Regions from separate parts of the Mus musculus genome. Here region 1 is linked to region 2. A link is a contact called in public ChIA-PET data. All regions are on one chromosome and are shown on one strand. The core of a region is the stretch at or near the end of the contact, and the rest is flanking DNA. Distances in the headings are between cores, read along the strand shown.

Evidence for each region. ChIA-PET counts read pairs in DNA pulled down with a chosen protein or histone mark.
Region 1: a contact with region 2 is called in an RNA polymerase II ChIA-PET map of memory CD8 T cells, with 6 read pairs. The contact joins two enhancer-like sites. A contact is called at or near these places in 3 of 115 datasets of contacts at active chromatin or transcription factors (the HPC-7 cell line, memory CD8 T cells and trophoblast stem cells) and 1 of 9 other capture datasets (embryonic stem cells).

The regions. Positions count from the first base shown.
Region 1 is chr16:33,768,382-33,771,423 of GRCm38.p6, forward strand. It overlaps a transcript of Heg1 not described here. Among named protein-coding and RNA genes, the nearest start is that of Muc13, 25 kb to the right of the region's middle. Within about 2 kb of position 1,555, at least 105 of the 459 cell types and tissues checked have an H3K27ac peak or open chromatin away from gene starts, as enhancers often do. A contact at or near this core is called in memory CD8 T cells, where this site is marked.
Region 2 is chr16:33,198,490-33,201,674 of GRCm38.p6, forward strand. The region is part of intron 2 of Osbpl11 (oxysterol binding protein-like 11); the gene reads left to right. Among named protein-coding and RNA genes, the nearest start is that of Osbpl11, 15 kb to the left of the region's middle. Within about 2 kb of position 1,517, at least 20 of the 459 cell types and tissues checked have an H3K27ac peak or open chromatin away from gene starts, as enhancers often do. A contact at or near this core is called in memory CD8 T cells, where this site is marked.

The sequences.
Region 1 (3,042 bases), core at 305-2,804, 570 kb after region 2:
ATCGCCATCTAGAAGCCATGGGTCTTGTTTGTGTCTCTGTGTGGAACCAATGGTTCCTTGTGTCATTGTGAGCCCCTGTGCTCTGCTTGCCTGAGCCCAGATCCCTTTCGAGGTAGCCAGGTTCTAGCCCTTCTGGCAGTATTCCTGCTTGTTCCAGGCCTCATTGCTATGGGAAGAGCCAGTGTGGTGGCTGTTCCCAGACACTTCTAATGTCTTCAGCTGGCAGCACAGCTGGTGAACACCTGTGTAGGGGGCAAACTCCCAGGTGGTGAACACCTGTGAAGGGGGCAGACTCCCAGCTGGTGAGTCAAGAGTACAGGGCCAGGAGCCTCAAGCCCCACAGAATGAAGTACTCTGTTCCTGGGAAGAATTCCAACATCCAGAAAAGTGTCCTGTGAGTTCCAAAATTGCTTGTTGACTCACAAGTTTGGCCCAAATAGAACGGAGTGAAAGTTTTCATTTTGTTCTTTTATTACTGTGAAAAACACCAGGAGAGCCCCCAAACAAGGGTGCATTCACAGTGGGTCTACCATTTGTAGGTAGGGGAGAAGCTTTCGGTAGAAAGGCCTCTGCCCACCATTGGGATGAAGGGGGTGTGGGTGCTCTCCTACTTGGGGTTACATCCAGAAGGAGCCCCAAGAGGACACCAGCAACCCATGAGCAGAACAGACAGGCTGAGCCCATGCCTGGACACGCAGAGTCTTTGCTAGACAGAAGTGCTCAGAATGGATAATTTGTGTGCATAAAAGTGTCACAGTCCTGAATTGGGCTCCCATGACAAGGGAAGTAGGCAGAAGGGAAAAGCCACACTGCCTAGGAGATAATGAAATGGAGAAGATCCAGGCCAGGTAGAACTTGTTTATCCTGGGGGCATCAGGAACAGGGTTAAAAAGGAGGGTCTTCCTAGTTCCAGCCTGAGCTCTCTAAAACTCCAAGGTTTTTTGGTTTTGTTGTTTTTTTTTTTTTTGTTGTTTGTTTTCTTTTTTTCACTTCATGAGCCAGCTCATGACTACTGGGGCCTATTTCTTAGGAGGAGAAATAGCATCATGTGTTCCCACCATGGGCCTGGCTCTATGCATGTAAGGTAGGTATCTGGCCTTACAGCATGTGGGTTAGCCAGTGCTGAGCACTCAGAGGAGAAGCATGGGAATGTAGTTTCTGTGGCAAACTGCCTGCTTAGCATGTATAACGCCCTGGGGTTTAGCCTCGGAACCACATAAGCAGGGCAGAGTGGTACACTCTTAGAACCCCAGCCCTCAGAAGGTTGAGGCAGGAGGATCAGGAGTTCAAGGCCTTCCTGAAGAACAGGACACCCTGTCTTAAAAAAAGGGAAATACTGGCAGGTTTGTGGTTGGCAAGAGGCATATTGGTACGTGGCTTGGGCCCTCAGAAGTGAAAGGGGGTGGTCTAGGTGGGTTTTTGACATGAACAGCCAGGCTGAGGCAACCCTGTGAGGGCTGCCTGCCTTATTCTCAGACTCCCACGTAGTAGAAGTGTGAACCTATGTGGGCTGGGGGTGGAGTTGAGTGTCTGAGGTGCTGAGTGATCTTCTTAACTGGGGAGGTTGCTTCTAGAAGCGTCTTAAGTCATGTTGAACCAGAACTACTGTACGGTTAGAGCAGTCAAGCTGCCTGGTGGTATTTGAGGTCAAAGACTGAGCTGACTATTAGACTATTGTGGTCTAAAAGAGGAAGTCGTAAAAGACAGCCCGTAGAGGAGAGCAGTGTTGTTGGAAAGAGACTGGAGGAAAGTCTACCAAGATGCTGTCTATTCAGGTGTGAAGTTCCAGAGTGGGCACGGTAGCATCACCCCGGTGTGTGGCCTTTGGGTGCCTCCTTAAGCCACTTTGCCTAGTAGTGACCTGTATGGGTCTCTATAACTATGGGGCTTTGCCCAAAGCAGTAAAGCTGTACAGCCAAGTTGCTCTTGGCTTAGTGTTTCATAACACACTCAAAACTAGGGGCTTTACCCATATTTCTAAATTTATGTTCATTTTTCTTTTGAGACCAAAGCAATTCTTTGGGTAGAAGGACAATACAAGGTTTTGCATTTTGATATTTTATTTAAAACAGTCCATTACAGCAGATAGAAATGTTTATTTCCCTGAAAGCTCTTTTTCTTCTTCTGCTTCTATGGGAGGGTAGAGTCAGGAGTGGACCCCAGGGCCTTGCGCATACCAGACAAGTGCCGCCCTGTGGATCTGCACACCCCCAGCCCTCTCATATCTTCTTGACAGTATCAGTTCAAGGTTCTAGTCTTGTTCCAGCATGTTTGGTTACGGAAATGGTTCTGTAGCTTGCCTTTGGGAATATGTGTTCTTTTCTTTTCTTTTCTTTTCTTTTTTTCTTTTCTCTTCTTTTCTTTTCCTTTCTCAAATCCCCAAAGAAGAAAACACAATAGGAACATTGAAGTTAAAATAATCACTTTAAACTCTTTTTAAAATAACAGGTTAAGATAATAGGAACATTAAAGTATTGAATGTCAATCAATTCATTGTACTTTGGTGTCTCCACAAGGTCACACCCCTTTATGTCTGTTGCAAACTTTAGCCTGCACAGTAGCCTGTGAAACCAAAGGGGGACCATTTAGGTCTGAAAGGAGGCAGGTCCTGGCCTGCCTCTGTCACATGGGCATCTTCAAAGAAAACATTTTTCCAGTGGGGCTGCCTGGTAGATTCTGCTATATAATTTTAAATGATGGGCTCAATATCCTTGTTCTGAATTGTTGAGGAATGTGTGTTCCTCAACAGGGTAAAAAATAGTGATGGGGCGGAGCCAGTTTGTCAGGGGAACTGAACCGACTCCCTTAACTCTGGGCATTACCTAGGCCTGCTCTACAGAGAAAAGGACAGTTTGCCATGAGTTGCTGTGATGCATGTGTGTTGCTGGTGTTACAGGTAAACGGGGATGAGGCTGCAGTACAAACTCCGTTCTGTTTGTCCTGGATCTTGTTCTGTATACCTTTAATGCTGACACCCAGGTTGACTGTGTGAGACCCATCATGAGAATGTTATTTAAAGTTGTATTATAATGTCACCTCCAA
Region 2 (3,185 bases), core at 267-2,766:
TTCTTTTTTTTTTTTTTTTATTCTTTTTCTTTTTTTTTTGGTTTTTTGAGACAGGGTTTTTCTGTAGCCCTGGCTGTCCTGGAACTCACTCTGTAGACCAGGCTGGCCTCGAACTCAGAAATCCGCCTGCCTCTGCCTCCCGAGTGCTGGGATTAAAGGCGTGCGCCACCACGCCCGGCTCATTTCTTAAAAAGAACAAAAACGCCTTCACATTGCATTTCTGACCGCTGTGTTGGAGGTCGTGAAGCACTGCATAAACAGATTAGCTCTTGAGTGTGGGATGGAGAGGTTGAAGGATGAGATGGGAATGGAGGGATTAAGACGCTGTTGAGAAGCCAGAGGCTTAGGGAGCTCTGTGGCTTGCCAAGCTACCTCTTCTGTGCATTGCAAAAAGATTCTCAAGGGACAAAAGCATTCGGCCTTTGCCATCTATTCAAGGCAGTGTCCTTCCCTCTAAGTCATTTCTATTTTGACCAAAAGCAGCTTTGAGCAGGCTGGAAATACCTACCTAGCATGAGTGTGCTCTAGAAAGTATTGCTTGATGACTGCTAAGATAGCTCAGTTGACAGGCCAGCAGGAAGGCTCAGGGGCACCCACATGGAGGGAGGAAAAGACTCCTGCAAGCTGTCTTCTGACCTCTACAAATGCACCATGGCACAGTCGTGCATACACCACATACATGAATGGATGTAATACAAAAAAGATGGCTCAGTTGGCAAATCACTTGCCAGCCACATAGGCTTGAGGACCCAAGTTTGATCCTCTAAGCCTATGTTTAAAAGCCAGGCATGGTGGCTCACACTTGTAATACCATCACTGGGCAGCCATCTAAAATGGAGAGTTCCAGGCCATTTTGAGATCCTGTCTCAAAAATAAGGTGGATAGCATTCTTGAGAAATGATACCCGAGGTTGTCTCTAGCCTAGCCTGCAAACAGTTTACACGAAACAGTTAATAACTTGAGCTGGGCATGGTGCTATATGTCTAATTGCAGCACCCAGGACTGAGGTGGAGGATCAGGTGTTTAGAACTGTCCACAGCTACGGAGGGAGTCGGAGGCCAGTGAGGAGTGGCCCTGTCTGTGCTCTTTCGCCTCCACCCTACCCCCGAAAGAATGGCTGGCTCCGGAATAGTTTCCTGACCCCACTTGCTTTCAGTTTGGACTCTAGACCTTGAAGGCATCTCAGGATCTATGCATGGCTTCTGGAAGCCTCTGGAAGGTCGGAGCAGAGGAGCACGCAGCTGTCTTCCTGTTAGAGCCATCACTAGTGTTTGTTTGTTTCTGAGTTAGAATACCGTTGTGTGTGGTGAGGTTTAAGGAGTGGATGCCCCTGAAGCATGACATAGTTACTTCTTCAAACTAGCGGTCTTTCACTCTGCAGTTGTAAAGGCAAACAAACCAAACCCACAGCACCTTGCCGTATCTCCCTTTAACAAGAATGGTGAGTGTTGTGCAGAATGTTAACCTCCAGTGGACTCAGCCCTGACTCAGACCTGTCTAGTGTATCGCGCAGGCCAGCCTGCTAGGACATACCTAGATGAAGAGTCTAGTGCCTTTGAAGAAGTTGGCTGGCTTTCCCTCCCTCACTGTGTGGGCCATCTTTCTCTAGTCTGTACACTTCTTTTTCCTCCTGCTACAGGGGCCTTGAACCACAGGCCTTGCATGTGCTAAGGAAGTTCTGCACTGAGCTGTCTCTTTAGCCTTTGTCTATTTTTAATTTTGAAGTTTTATCTCAGTAAGTTGCCTAGACAGGCCTTAAATTTGGAATCTGCCTCGGCCTTCTAAATGCTAGGATTATGGCCAAAGAACCAACACACTTGGCTTGGATGATTTTTTTTTTCTTCAATATAATATTTCTATTGATTCTTTGGGAATTTCACATCATATGCCCGATTACACTCGCTTCCTAGTCCTTCCAAGGGAGTGTCCCCACTTCTCTCATTGCACCACTAACAAAACAACGAAGCAAACCCAAAACAGACAAACCAAAAAAAAAAAACAACCAAGTCCATTTCGTGTTACCTGTATACTCACTGGTACATGGTCAAACTCTCAGTGGCCTGCCTCTCAAATAGAACTGAGTCATTTGCTTCCCGAGTCCCCACCAGAGCCGTCAGGTGTGGAGAGCTGACGTCATCGTCCTTATCACACTTTTTTTAAAAAACAGTTTTAGAGCTTTATTGTAGAAAGGCAGGGAGAAAGAGAGAAGATAGAAAGACAGAGAAACCTGCCATGGCCACGTGGAGAGGGGAGAAGGGAGAGAGAGAAGCAAGGCTAGAGATGAGAGTAAAAGTGAGAGTTTAAGAGCCCTTATCACACTTGTAAGACTTCTCTTCGATGGCTTCCTGTTTAGACTGTTACTTTTTGGGGGGTTGGGGTGGTGAAGGGGAAGGAGTCGTCAGGGAAGCCTTCTTCTGTGTTCTTTTCTCAACTGTGCGTGTGCAGTTATCAGTGTCACTGCCAAGGTAGACTCCTTGCTCTTTACAGTCAGCGGGAACACAAATCATGGACTTCCACATAGTTTTTGGTGACAGCTCTGACCATGAACATGGCCCTTGCCTGCAATAGGACCATGGACTCAGACAAGTTCCTCAGAGGCCCTGACCACAGACATCAAACATGGTCTCCAGTGGCTGTATAGACAATTCACACCAACATACAACCTGTGCACATCAGCATGGTCTCAGGCTGTAGCACTGACCACAGATAGCTGCTTGGCCTTCAGTGGTAAAAGGGGCCACAGACATCAGCACAGACCCCGGCCTTAATAAGACCACAGATCATTGGTGGTCTTTGGTGGCAGCATGGGACCTGACATCACCATGGCTTCAAGTGGCAGTACAAGCCACTCAATGACACCTCAACTACAGCACAGCCCACAGACATCAACTTGGACAGGCCCTGGCTGCCACAGGGCTGCTGACCCTCACACAGGCCTCAGTGGCACCATGGGCTACACTGGTCCTGGGAAGAGATCCAGGACATGAAGTGAACTGTTCCTCATTCCGGGCCTACATTATTGCTGTCACTCCCAAGGTCAGACTCCGTGTTGAGGACCTGAGGGCTAAGTCTACTGTGTAAGCTGCAGGCTACTACTGCATACCATCCTGTGACTCCACTGGGCAGTGACATGTTCCCCTGGTGACCTCAGCTCTCACACCTGTCACTACCCTGATGACTCCAGT